Linked DNA regions of Mus musculus: all the other regions are linked to region 1. Evidence: chromatin contacts called from public Hi-C and Micro-C data. All regions are on one chromosome and are shown on one strand. The core of a region is the stretch at or near the end of the contact, and the rest is flanking DNA. Distances in the headings are between cores, read along the strand shown.

Region 1 (4,330 bases), core at 1,623-4,122:
TTACAAAATAAGTGATTTTATTGAAATGAGATTATGTTACCAAACAATGAAAAATATTTGATTTGATCCAAAGAGCCATTGAGCAAAGCACTAGTCAAAGGGACTGGGGGTTCCGAGGAAAGGGACCCAGCTCCTGTCTATACGTCATCTCTTGAGACCTGTCTCTACATGAATCAGTCATTTCTCCCATGTATCTGTAACTTGGACTCAGTCCTGTTAGGAGTTCAGTCTTGTATTTGCTTTTGTTGGAAGCACACTTTGAGGTAACGTAGGCAGCAAGGGGAGTTTTGTTGGAAGAACTTGTGGGCATCTCTTGGAACCCAAGTGGGTCTCACAGAACCTGGAAAACCCCCCAGGAGCTGGTGGTTTCTCTCCCTTCTCCTTCCAGTTGCTGTCCTTGGGAAAGGGGGATGACACAGGCAGAAGGGACAATACACTGTGCTCAATACTGCGGGTAATGAAGCCTAAGCCGTGGCAGACGGATGGGTGACTCAAATGTAAGAAATGAAAGTTCAGAGTCAGGGTAGGAATTTGAGTTAGTCACCTCCCGAAGACCTCCACCTCTGAGCATCGATGAGGTGGAGAACACAGGAGCTCTTGAGGATCGTTCCATGTCCAGACCCTCGGGCTAACCTTTTGGGGTACTTACCGTGTTATCTCCTCCAAAAAGACTGACACATGTGCCTTCAGCATGCCAAATGCACATAGCAAGGAGAGAGTGTGACATTTCAGTGCCTGCCTGGTAAACTGTATGCCTGCTAAGAACAGTTGTTTGAGGCTGGGGAAGAGGGCCACAGGAGGCCCTACATTTCAACCCTCAAGACCCACAAAGTAAGCTAGGCATGGCTTTGAGTGCCTGTGACCCCAGCACACGCAGGGAGTAGCGATGAGCAGGTCCTGAGATCTCACTGGCCAGTCAGCCTAGACAGAATGGTGAACTCCTGGGCCAGTGAGAGGCTTTGTCTCAAGGAAATAAGGTAGGGATCAATAGAGAAAGATACTCCCAAAAGTTCTTCTCTGGTCTACACACACACACACACACACACACACACACACACACCCCATGAGAAAGAACACAGGACTCTGGAGCCTGTCATGGAAAAACTGCAATTCCGGGCAGCCTGGGCTAAATGGAGTATAATGAGAACATGTATCAATGGGGGGATACGTGAACTATGATTATTGTAAAATTGTGCAACCCATAAACAAATATTAGCACTGGGATGGTAGCATAGCTATATTTTTAAAATTAGAATCAAATAGAATATTCTCTGACTATATAAGCAAGATGCATTTAAAAAGCCCTGCCATGATACTGATGCGAAGTAGCCAAGATAACTGTTTAAAAAATAAAAAGCCAGGCATGGTGGCACAAGCCTTTAATTCCAGCACCCAGGGGCAGAGGCAGAGGCAGAGGCAGAGGCAGAGGCAGAGGCAGAGGCAGAGGCAGAGGCAGAGGCAGAGGCAGAGGCAGAGGCAGAGGCAGAGGCAGAGGCAGAGGCAGAGGCAGAGGCAGAGGCAGATGGATCTCTCTGAGTTCAAGACCAGCCTGGTCTACAGAGTGAGTTCCAGGACAACCAGGGCTGTCTCAGCTCTCCTGGGAAGGGCGAGTGCAGGACCACAACTGGGCTCACAGAGACCTGGGGACCTGGGACTCTGCAGGGGTCCTGGAGTGAAAGGAACACAAGAAAGGGGTTGGGCCTGTCTCCAAAAACAAACAACAAGAAAGGCTGAGGGAAAACTGGTAAAGAACTAGACAAGTTGCATTTAGTGTTTGTTCTGCAAGATCCTTCAAGCACCCGCTCCACTATAAACTAATGGCAAGTCCGTGTCCTCCCCCCCCCCCCCCCCCCGTTTGTCTGAGAAAGTACATCTATACTTTTAGATTCAGGTCTCAGTCGCATGTTTTTTTGTTTTGTTTTGTTTTGTTTTGTTGTTTTTGTTTTTGTTTTTGTTTTTTTCGAGACAGGGTTTCTCTGTGAAGCCCTGGCTATCCTGGCACTCACTTTGTAGACCAGGCTGGCCTCGAACTCAGAAATCCGCCTGCCTCTGCCTCCCGAGTGCTGGGATTAAAGGCGTGCACCACGCCCGGCTCTCAGCCGCATGTTTTGACGGACTCTTCGACCACGAGGCAAGGGATCAGTTAGTTAAGTAGTTAGCTCTTAAGCAAAATCCATTGTGGATTCAGGGACTTTTGTCCACAGGAGCACAGGAGCACCTGGACAGAGGCAGGAGTGTCACAGGACAGAGAGGTATACCCCTGTACTCGCTCTGAGGAGGAAGGGGGGCCGAACTCTGGGAGATGTGGTGGGAAGACTTAGTCCTGAAGAGAGTCCTCTCTCCTGTTCCTTTCCCTGTCCCCTTCCCTGCAGTTTGTCCACAGTATGGGTGCTCAGCCTAAAGCTTTGTCTTCAAAGATCAGGTTTCAGGGAGGTCCAATGGAAACTTCCAGACTATAGGGAAATTCCAAACTCCCTCCTCGGGCTCTCCAGTTTGAACAATGAACACCTCTACTGCACCTGTCCTCAACAAAAACAACAACAAAACTCTTTGGTCCTTGCCAAGATGCTAAGCTCACTTCCACGGAAAAGCGCGCCCCACCCAAAGCCTTTCTACTGCTGTCATCACTGCCTGCTGCGCTTTTTTTTTCCACTAAAATTGGGTGGGCGTGAGACTTAGCTAGCTGATGTGCTTAGCTCAGGGCTGGGCATGAAGCCCTTGCCAAGAAAACAAGGTAGGGATGCATTTTTGGAAACTGCTGGCAAACCATCTAGAGACAGTGAAGGTGAGAATCAGATACCTGCTCCTTAGTTGGGGAGGGACCTGAGTGGGCGGGGGCAATTCAAATACACCAAACTCTGGTCTAGGTGTGACTCTCTGGAGGCAGCCTCTCAGATCCTCTTAAGAGCAGTTTCCCCCCAGGTCCCTCTAGAGGATCAGCCGAGATGGTCAAGTACAAGATCCTCGTAGCCACTGGAGACTCGGTTTTTGCGGGCTCCGCCAACCTGGTGCATCTGTGGCTGGTGGGCGAGCATGGAGAGGCGGACCTTGGGAAGCAGCTGCGGCCACTGCTGGGAAGGGTGAGTGCCGGCCACTACGTGGGGCTCTCGCGGAGAACCGGGGATCTGAGACTCTGCAGGGGTTCTGGGAACTGTGGGGAGGGGAGGAAGCCTGATCCCAGAGAACCACTGAGAAGGTGATCCGGGAGTGATAGCAGGCGCAGGTGGGCTGGCTGCGAGAAAAGGGGACAGAGAAAGGAATAGGAGAGAGGGGCTGGGCAGAAAGAGGGGGCGGGGATGAGACAACACTGGGGAGCGCTGCAGGTGCACAGAGGAGCCTGGAGCCCAGCAGAGCGCCCCGCTCCTTCCTCGACGCCACTCGGTTCAGGTCTCTTTCCTTGAGTGCTTCTTAGAAGGGCAATTGGAGCCAAAGCCAAGCTTCTCCGAGGGCTCACTGACACTGCTGCCCACACGGAGGACCCCAGACTTGCTTAGGAGCTGTGTCCTATCCCACAGAAGACAGAGCTGGAGGTCGACGTCCCCTTGCATCTAGGGCGCCTCCTGGCGGTGAAGCTGCGCAAACAGAAAGGCCTATTGGATTCTGACTGGTTCTGCAAGAGCATCACTGTGCAGGGCCCTGGGACCCAAGGAGAAGCCTTTTTCCCCTGCTACAGTTGGGTGCAGGGCAAGGAGACTATCTGCCTAACCGAGGGCACTGGTGAGGACTCTGGCGGTGCCGCTGAAGGATGCAGGAGGTCGTTGGGCTTGTTATGAAATAAATTACAGAAAAGATTAGAGATAGAGGGGAGCGGGGGAGACGAGAAAGGATGAGATGGAGGGCACAGAGCGGTGCCCTAAGAGGACACACTTTTGTGTCTGCTTCTTCCAGCCCTGAAGGTAACTGATGACACTCAGAACCTGTTTAGGAAGTATCGAGAGCAGGAGCTGGAGAACAGAAGGAATGTGTATCGGTGAGTTCAAGAAAACTGTCGATCGCCCTCTAGAGCCTCCAAACCCACTGTCTCACGTAAGGCTCCGTATCTGTTCCCCAGGTGGGGCTCCTGGAAGGAGGGATTAATCCTGCCTATAGCAGGGAGTACTGAACGGGACCTCCCCCGGAACCAGAGATTCATGAAGGATAAGGATTTAGATTTTTCCCTCTCTCTGGTCAAAGAGTGAGTACTTGGTTGAGTTTGCGCAGTTTCGCCTTAAGCTGTAAGGTGGGCTCTTTCTTGATCTTCTTGCACGGTGTTCTTTGCACAGGTTGAAGAACTTTGCTATTAAGGGGACTCTAGATTTTGTAAGTCGTGTACAAAAGCTGGAAGATTACC
Region 2 (4,044 bases), core at 1,410-3,909, 340 kb after region 1:
GAGTATTTCTTGGTGTGATATTATCCTGCTGAACTGAACAAGAAATAGACACACATACACAGCGCCACCAACCCTTCACCTCAAGGGCTCTTCATTGGTGACTCTTGTCATCTCTCATTGGGAACCAAGAACCTCAGACTCTTAGTGGGCAGAGAATAGCAATCAGGAAAGGAAGTCCTTGGATCACCGAGAGGAACAGTAGATGAGGGAATCCAGGGGTGTCAGGTCAGCTAAGTTCCTCTGGCTAGGGGCCACTGGGACTATTTTAACCAGCCACCTGTCTGCTTCTGTTTCTACTAGCCAAGTCACAAGTTGTAGTGAATCTCTGAAGAGCCTCTTTATCTTGGTGCCCAGGGAAATGTAGAAAGCATTAAAAAGTTCTACTTGCTAAGCTAACAGGCTAGCGAAAAGCCAGAGTGAGGTGAGGACTGTTGCAGAACGGTGGGGAGGGGACAGGGACAGCACCACCTTGAGCTTTCCAGCTCGCCTTCTCCAAGACTTCTCCAGAAGCCATTTCCTAATCCCTAGAGCTTCTACGCAAAGCCTGGCAATTCCCTCCTCTGCTCTTTTCTTCTAACATACAAATGCTCTTCAGTCCATCCTTAGGTCCTAAGCCACACAGTCCCTGCCTGAAAACCAAAAGGCCCACTCTTCTCTAATCCCAAGGCATCTGCCCTTCCTTTCTCCCTGAGCCTGTGAGGAGGGCTGAAACAGCTCGGGTGTCCTGCCCTGCTATCTCGGGTTGCACATGCTGGGCATGGAGGGAATGCTCCAAGTTTCTGCCAGAGAGGGCGTGGGGAAGAAACCAGCCTGGAAGGGAGGGGAGGACAAAAGGCTGTGGGGTCGGGGGATTTCTTACAGAAGAACGCAGTTTAGGAAGTCTTTCCATAGTTGGGCTGGACACTAGTCCCCACACTCAAAAATAAATAAATAGATAGATAAATAAATAAAGGAGCTGTGAAAAGAGGGAGGGTTCTCAGAGCAAGGTCAGAAAGAGGATGAGAGGTCAGAGCATAAAGAAAACCTCAGGAGTTAGGCCCACACCTGGCCAGCCTCACACACCCTATGGATCCTATTTTATCTCAGGAGACTAGGACTGCTTATAGCCACCATCCAAAATAATCCTCACCCTAAAGCAGGAAGTGGAAGAAATAAACAGACTGCTAGAGAAGGAACTGAAGTCCAAGCCACCTCAGTCACCTCTTCTACCAGAACCACCAAGGTCCTTCTGGGAATTCTGACCTGGGCTGCCAAAGCCTGCATGCTACTCAGTCATTTCCCCCCAGAATCTGACTTCAGGAGATTTACTCCAGAGGGCATGTTCATTAAGAAGTGATGGTAAGCCAGGCGTGATGGCGCACGCCTTTGATACCAGCACTGGGGAGGCAGAGGCAGGTGGATTTCTGAGTTCGAGGCCAGCCTGGTCTACAAAGTGAGTTCCAGGACAGCCAGGGCTGGGGGCAGGGGCGGCGGGGAGGAATGGTAGCTGAAACAATGTTTACCTTGGAGAAAAGCTTGAGGGAGAGAACCCAGAGATACCTGGGTTCATCCAAACAGTCTCTACACTCCAAGTATCCCTTCATAATCGCTAGAGTCGCCTGGAGAAACATGCCCACCTTCAGATGCAAGCTCTCCAGCTAACAGCCAGCTTGTCTAATGAGACACCCAACTTTAATGTGCATCTGACAACTAAAGATGCCTATTGGAAAAGCATCGTTTTCTGTCCCAGGGTCTTAATAATAAGCCCATACACACAAGCTAGAGAATTCCAGAGCCTTTTTGGAGGAGCTCCTTCACACCCAAGGCTTTTCCTCAAGTTCCAATTCCTGCTCCATATGCCCTTCTACCCACCCACACCACTGACAAAGGAGTCTGACTTTCAACAGGAGGGTCTTTCCAAAGCCCATATCAATAGTTCTGGCTACCAGCAAACAGGTGTTCCCGGCCTCTTCTTTCTTTAGCAACAACTCTAGCTTTCGTAAGGAGAGCACCATTCTAGCCCCCGAGAACTGCCAAATCCTATCCCATTTAGGCAGATTAAGAAAGAAAGCAAACCCAGTAAAAATCATGGTTCTTTTATTAAGGGCTGAACCTTGCTTAAAGGTGTCCTACTTCTCCAGCGGGTAAAGCTCTGGCCAAGGCTCCCTTCCTAGGCCCAAAGCAGAGGCCCAGCACTATCCAAAATTCCGCGAGCACCGCGGACAGAGGACCCCACCACTGGCAGCACCCAAGCAAACTCACCGTGCGGATCTGCCTCCGCAAAAGGTAAATAAAGAAGCTCCAGAGCTTGGCGGCGAAGGCCACGAACGTGCGCAGCCCCAGCAGACACTGCGTCCGCATCATCCCGATGACCCCGGCACCGCCGGCCCCGGGGCCCCCGCGGCCCAGCTCCGCCAGCCCCCCGGGGGCAGCCCCCCGCCGCAGGGAGGGGGAACGGGGGCCCCGAGCGGCAGGAGAGGCTGCAGAGATGAGCACGGAGTGGGTGGCTTAGAAAGCCACCCCCAGCGAAGGGAAAGCCCAGCGGAACCGGGAACTGGGGGACTGGCGTGGGCAGCCCGCGGGGGCCCACATGAGCGGGAAGTGGCACCGACGACTTCGCGTGGGCTGCAGGCCGAAACAGGTCGGGCTAGGACAGGGTCCTCTGAGACCAGGAGGGAAGGGGATGGAGAATTGGGGGAGGGGGCAGTGGGGGAGGGGGCTAGGGAAAAGGGAGGGAGGGAGATGGGAGGGGAAGGGGGAAGCGAAGGGTGGCCTTCTGCGCAGGCGCGCTAGGGGTCTGCCCCGGGAAGGGGGCGGGCGGGGGCGGCGGCGGCGCGCGGTGGGCCGCGGCGATTCTCGGGGGCCCCCTGGGCGCAGGAGCTGGGGAGGAGGGGGAGGGGGAGCCGAAGGGCACGGATCGCTGGGCCGGAGTGGCCTCCCCCTCCCCGAGGTCAGGATCGCTTAGCCGCTGAGGAGCGGGGCTGCAGCCTCTGCAGCTAGGCTTCCCACTCTGACAGGCGCCATTTTACCGCCCAAAGGGCTCCCTCCTCTCTTCCCTCCTCCTCTTCCCCTCTGACATTACTTCCGGTAGTGACGTGTATTCACTTCCCCGGGATTGCTGTTTCCCTCAATTCATTCTGAGGAGGGAGGGGAAAGTTAAGGAAAGCTCTCTGCTCTGACCCCGGGGTGCAGCGTTACGCACGCGCACTAGGTTACTGCGGGGCGGGACCTGGAGAGAAGCCAGGCGCCGTGTGGGCGGGGCCGAGTGACATCATTTATTCCCAGGTTCGAACCTTCTTCGGGATTGGAGCTCGTGAGACCTCTGTCCTTGTCCCCATCCCACTGATAACTGTTCCAACGGCCCTTCTGGCTCCAGTCATGGTGCAAGAGTAGATTAAGGATGTTGTCTCTAGGACTGTGTACAGAGACTCTGGAGCGGCCCCTCCGTGTAAGCCCCCTGAGAATACGGAGCATAAAAAAACCAGGCTCCTCTTTCCGGACTTTGCGGTCCTTTAAGGTTGGAAGCAATCGTAAGTGCCCCGCCTCCTCGGTGGTGACGACATCAGAAGGCGTCCTGAGGCGTCAGAGATGCTGGACTCGTTGTTGGCCATCGGTGGTTTGGTGCTTTTGCGAGGTGAGGGATCAAGGCATGCGGTGGTAGCCTTGGGCTTGGCTGAAGGAGCGGGAGCCTGGAGGACCCGCTGGGGATGGATACCCAGCTAGGGGTGGAAGTCGTGGTCGGAGCCCTGAGGGCTCAGTAGGTCTCACCCATCCTTGGCTCTCCCCAGATTCCGTGGAGTGGGAAGGGCGTAGTCTCCTGAAGGCTCTTATCAAGAAATCTGCACTTCGGTGAGTTAGCCCACAGTTTCTCCTCTCCTTCCCGGAAAGGGAGCCGGTACCCCCACTCTTCAATATATTTCCTTCATCTCTGCCTTAGTGGGGAGCAGGTCCACGTTCTGGGCTGTGAAGTGAGCGAAGAAGAGTTTCGCGAAGGTTTCGACTCTGATGTCAACAGCCGGTGAGTATACATTAAAACAGGTTTCATTCGGACTACAGCTGCTAAGG
Region 3 (4,334 bases), core at 1,282-3,781, 370 kb after region 1:
CTTTAAAATTATTTTTATTTTCTTTAGATTTATTTATTTTATTTTATTTGGGTGTTTTACTTGCATGCATATTTGTGTGCCACATGTATACTCAAGGGGGTCAGAAGAGAATGTCAGATCACCTGAAACTGGAGTTGCAGTTGGTTGTGAGTCACCATGTAGATGCTGGGAGTTTAACCTGGGTCCTCTGCAACAGGCTTCCTTAACCACTGCGCCACCTCTCCATCCCCGAGAGCCTTGCTTTGGAGGATGAATAGGCATTCTCTGGTATTCCAGACTGCAGGGACAGGTAAATGCACCAAGTGTAATCCCAGGCCTCATGAGGCTAAGGCCAAAGTATCACAAATTCAAGGTCAGACTAGCTGACATATAAGTTCTAGGCCAGTAGGAAGAGGGAAAGAGGGGCAGGAAGGATAAAAAAGGGAGGAGAGGAAGGAAGAAGAGGATGAAGAGGAAGAAGAGGATGGGTAGAGGCAAGAAAGGAGACAGTTAAGGGGAAGATCTGGGTAGGAGAATCCAAACTTGATCACAGGACAAGAAAAAGACAGTGACTCTAGGCAGGAATTAACCTCAGATCTACAGTCCCAACACTCTGGGTAGAACAGCAACTTCGAGGCCAGTGTGTAATATATAGTGAGTTCCACGTCAGTTTCAGGTACTGCAAGACTGTCTCAAAAACAAAACAAAAGGGATGTGCTTTGAAAATTGTAATCTACCCTCCTGTTTTTGTTGTGTTCGGCTTAGGTGTTTTGTTTTGTTTTGAAACCTTGGCTGTTCTGGAACTCACTCTGTAAACCAGGCTGGCCTTGGGGTTAGAGATGTGCCCCACCACCCCTGGACATTCTTCTCTCTTTTTATTTTTAATTATTTTTTTAAAGATTTATTTATTTATTATATGTAAGTACACTGTAGCTGTCTTCAGACACTCCAGAAGAGGGAGTCAGATCTCGTTACGGATGGTTGTGAACCACCATGTGGTTGCTGGGATTTGAACTCTGGACCTTTGGAAGAGCAGTCAGATGCTCTTACCCACTGAGCCATCTCACCAGCCCCTAATTATTATTTTTTATGTGAATGGGCATTTTGCCTGCATATATGTCTGTGTACCACATGTGTACCTGGGGCCAGTGGAAGCCAGAAAAGGGTGTTGGAGCCCCTGGAACTGAAGTTACAGATGGTTGTAGCTTCCACATGTGTGCTGGGAATCAAACCTGATTCTGGAAGAGCAGTCAATGCTTTTATCTGCTGAGCCATCTTTCTTGCCCCTCCACCCTCCTCTTCAGGGAAGAGGAGAAGCAAGAAAAGCAGTCATGACAGGATAGTCCAGAATAAAGTGGTAGTGGTACGGATGAAGAAAACCAATGTGCAAGAGAAGTCAAAACACCAACATTGAGAAGACACCATGAAAGTGACTGGTTAGCTCCTTGGGAAAAGGAACTTGAAGGAGGTCCATACTTGTACGTGTTCGTCATATAAACGGTACCATTCTGGCGGCAGCTAGACTCAGGTCTGGCGTTCCATAGAGGGCTGGGTTGTAGGTTATTGAGCTCTCAGGGGAAGGGTTAATAGAAGAGAGCCACCCCAGAAGTTAGCTACCCTGGTGCAATCCACTAAGGTTCCTCGCTCTCCCTCTAGGTGGCGCCAGAAGCCTTGCACTTCTCTTGGGCCTTTTTCTGAATTGAGCTCTCTCTCCACATTCTTCGCCAGCTCTCTCCCTGGACGTGCTTAGGTCGTGCCCTCTCAGCTGTAGACCCAAAACAGTAGCTGACTCTGGAAAGCTTGTCGCCCACGCGGCCAGCACATGCCTGGAGGCTCAGGGACTTCAGGGAGGGTGGTGTGACTGGCGTGAGCACCTGTCCCTTGGGTCCCCTCCAAGAACCAGTGTAGAGACTATGTGGAGGGGATGGGCCAGTAGGCAGCGCGCCGCCCAGAGATGCGTGGAAAGAAAGGACGATCAGGCATGGTCTCCAGATACACTAGGAACGGAAGTTATTGGTCCCTTGGATCATCTCCTCGTGGGAAGCGTGTCGCGGACCCTTTAAGGCTCCATCTCCTTTGCCCTCCCCCGCCTGGGACAGGCTGGGACACCCGGGACCTGACATTTGGCGGAGCCTAACGTGGGAACTAAAAATAGCCACTCCGGGTTACTTCGGGGCATACACACATACACACACACACACACACACACACACGCGGGCTCTATGTCATCCTGCTGGAGTTACCCCGTACCCTGGCAAGTACATGTAGCCCATACCCTCCTCTTCGACCTTTCAGGGGGACCAGCTGCACTCAATTCTTTCAGAAATTTCGCAGTCCAAGATTTTGGATGGCGGGAAGAGCCTTTTGTTCCAAGGACCCTACTTTGAAAACTCAGAAGCAGGCGGGAACCTTAGGGGCGTGTCTCCCCAGCCAGCACTAGGGCTAGGGGTGGGGGCGTGGCCTTTTGGGGTGTGCGGGCTCCTGGCCAATGGGTGTTGTGAAGGGCGTGTCCTATGGCGGGGCGGGAGTGGGGAGGTGGCTTCAGCTCTCCGCATCTTTCCCCCTCAAGCGGGTCTCACTAGATCCCGGAGAGCCTTGGTGCTCTCCGGTTCCGTGGGTTGTGGCAGTGAGTCCCACCAGACCCGCCCTTTGCACACGGCTTCCGAACGCCGGGGTCTCGTGCCGGCCAGGCCCGGACCCTATACCCTATTCATTTTTTTCTTATTGCAGCGCCTGAGTCTTTTCTTCTTTTAAAACAAGATGCCGTCGGGTTTCCAGCAGATCGGCTCTGACGTAAGGTTCAGCATACCGGGGCGAATTGGGAAATCTGGTCCAGTTTTTCTTGGGCTGAGTTTGGGGTTGGGGTCAGCTAGGAGGCGGTTCTTGCGCAGGCGCAGGGGTTGGAGATGGGGGGCTGGCTATTTATATTCAGCCTAGACAACCCGTGACTGTCAAATTCCAATCCCGCCAAGAGACAGAGTGGGTCCGAGAGACTCTTTACGCGCCCAGGCTGAGAGACTGGATTCTCGGGAATCCAGAACTTGTCTCCTAGCCTACTGTGCACTGCATGGGGTGACACTCTGCCCACGACTCTATTTGGAATGGTAGATCCAGAGTCTCGCCTTCCCTTCCCGGAGCTGTTCAGATTTACGGTGTTTCTAGGACCCGAGCACTTCGGGGGCCCCACCCCCACTGCTGGCTGTCTTCCAGGAGGCTGAACTTTCTCTCGGCCTTGCGGTGGGTGGAGGGGCAGAGGGGAGTGTCAGCCCCCCCCCCCAGCTCAGGTTTCCTCTTGGAGACAGACTGTGCCGCCAGCAGTAGCCACCACTGCCACCGCCCCTCACACCACTCACTACCATCCCTCCTCTTCCCCTGGGCATGGCTCTCTCTCCCTGCTAAAATCCCCCCTCACATCCCCGAGTACTTGGTCCCAGTTTAGGAGCTGAGGGTTGGCTAGGCCTAGACCTAAAAGGCTACCCCAAAGCAATGACCCAGACGCCCTTTCTGGACTAGCCATTCTTGGGCCTGTTTACGGCCTACTGGAGCAAGCTGAGAGAACTTCCAGAAGGAAGAGACAAGGGCTAGAGGTGATGTTAAAACATTATTTATATTAGTTTATAAAACAGGCACTGTCTGGGATACTGTTATAGTTGATTTTGATTTTTCAAGTGTTTTCACAGACTGACAGGTAGCCGAGGGAGGCAATATCACCTGACAGAAGAGGAAATCCAGGTTCAGTTTAGAGTGGGGAAGTGACTTACCCAAGGTCACACAAGTCTTGAGTCTGTCTCAAGGTCACAGGGGAATTTTGAGGTCCAGATCCTCAAACTTTTGCCTGTGGTGTGGACACAGAGATCGGTTTTTTCCTACATGCCCAGGTTCCTGTGGCGTTCTGTTTACAGTGAGATCTTTGTACAATTCCTAATATGGCCCACTTTCTCTCATCCAGTATGTTGGATGGAGCCCAGAATCTTCATGCTGCAGCTAGGCCTGGGCCCCTGAAGGAAGTCAAACATGACTCTACATGACATACCTTCCTTTGTTTCTGTCTGTCCAGGATGGGGAACCCCCTCGGCAGCGAGTGACTGGAACACTGGTCCTAGCTGTATTCTCAGCTGTGCTTGGCTCCCTTCAGTTTGGCTATAACATTGGGGTTATCAATGCCCCACAGAAGGTGAGTGACCTACCAGCTGTTGGGGTGTGGTGGGCGGGGTATATCAGGCAGTGGAAAGAGAAAGGTCTCTAGAGTTACTCCCATATTCCCCCCCCTCCCTCGCAACCAGGTGATTGAACAGAGCTACAATGCAACGTGGCTGGGTAGGCAAGGTCCTGGGGGACCGGATTCCATCCCACAA

The links. Hi-C and Micro-C count contacts between places; a contact is called where the count stands out from the background.
Region 2: a contact with region 1 is called in a Micro-C map of embryonic stem cells, with 2.5 times the contacts expected there. The contact joins the promoter of Ctdnep1 here to the promoter of Alox12e in region 1. A contact is called at or near these places in 1 of 484 Hi-C or Micro-C datasets (embryonic stem cells), 2 of 115 datasets of contacts at active chromatin or transcription factors (bone marrow-derived macrophages and microglia) and 1 of 9 other capture datasets (liver).
Region 3: a Hi-C map of CD8 T cells shows a contact between it and region 1, with 2.9 times the contacts expected there. The contact joins the promoter of Slc2a4 here to the promoter of Alox12e in region 1. A contact is called at or near these places in 1 of 39 promoter capture datasets (liver), 1 of 484 Hi-C or Micro-C datasets (CD8 T cells) and 1 of 9 other capture datasets (adipose tissue).

What each region holds. Positions count from the first base shown.
Region 1 is chr11:70,321,072-70,325,401 of GRCm38.p6, reverse strand. Alox12e (arachidonate lipoxygenase, epidermal) reads left to right here and starts at 2,872. Exons shown (of 14, transcript NM_145684.2): 1 at 2,872-3,080; 2 at 3,516-3,717; 3 at 3,889-3,970; 4 at 4,052-4,174; 5 at 4,263-4,330. The coding sequence starts at 2,946.
Region 2 is chr11:69,979,783-69,983,826 of GRCm38.p6, reverse strand. Ctdnep1 (CTD nuclear envelope phosphatase 1) reads right to left here and starts at 2,659. Exons shown (of 8, transcript NM_026017.2): 1 at 2,242-2,659. The coding sequence starts at 2,343. It overlaps Elp5 (elongator acetyltransferase complex subunit 5), which reads left to right and starts at 2,592. Exons shown (of 9, transcript NM_018740.2): 1 at 2,592-2,620; 2 at 3,265-3,613; 3 at 3,768-3,828; 4 at 3,917-3,997. The coding sequence starts at 3,568.
Region 3 is chr11:69,946,387-69,950,720 of GRCm38.p6, reverse strand. It overlaps Slc2a4 (solute carrier family 2 (facilitated glucose transporter), member 4), which reads left to right and starts at 2,531. Exons shown (of 11, transcript NM_009204.2): 1 at 2,531-2,772; 2 at 4,037-4,153; 3 at 4,263-4,334. The coding sequence starts at 2,740.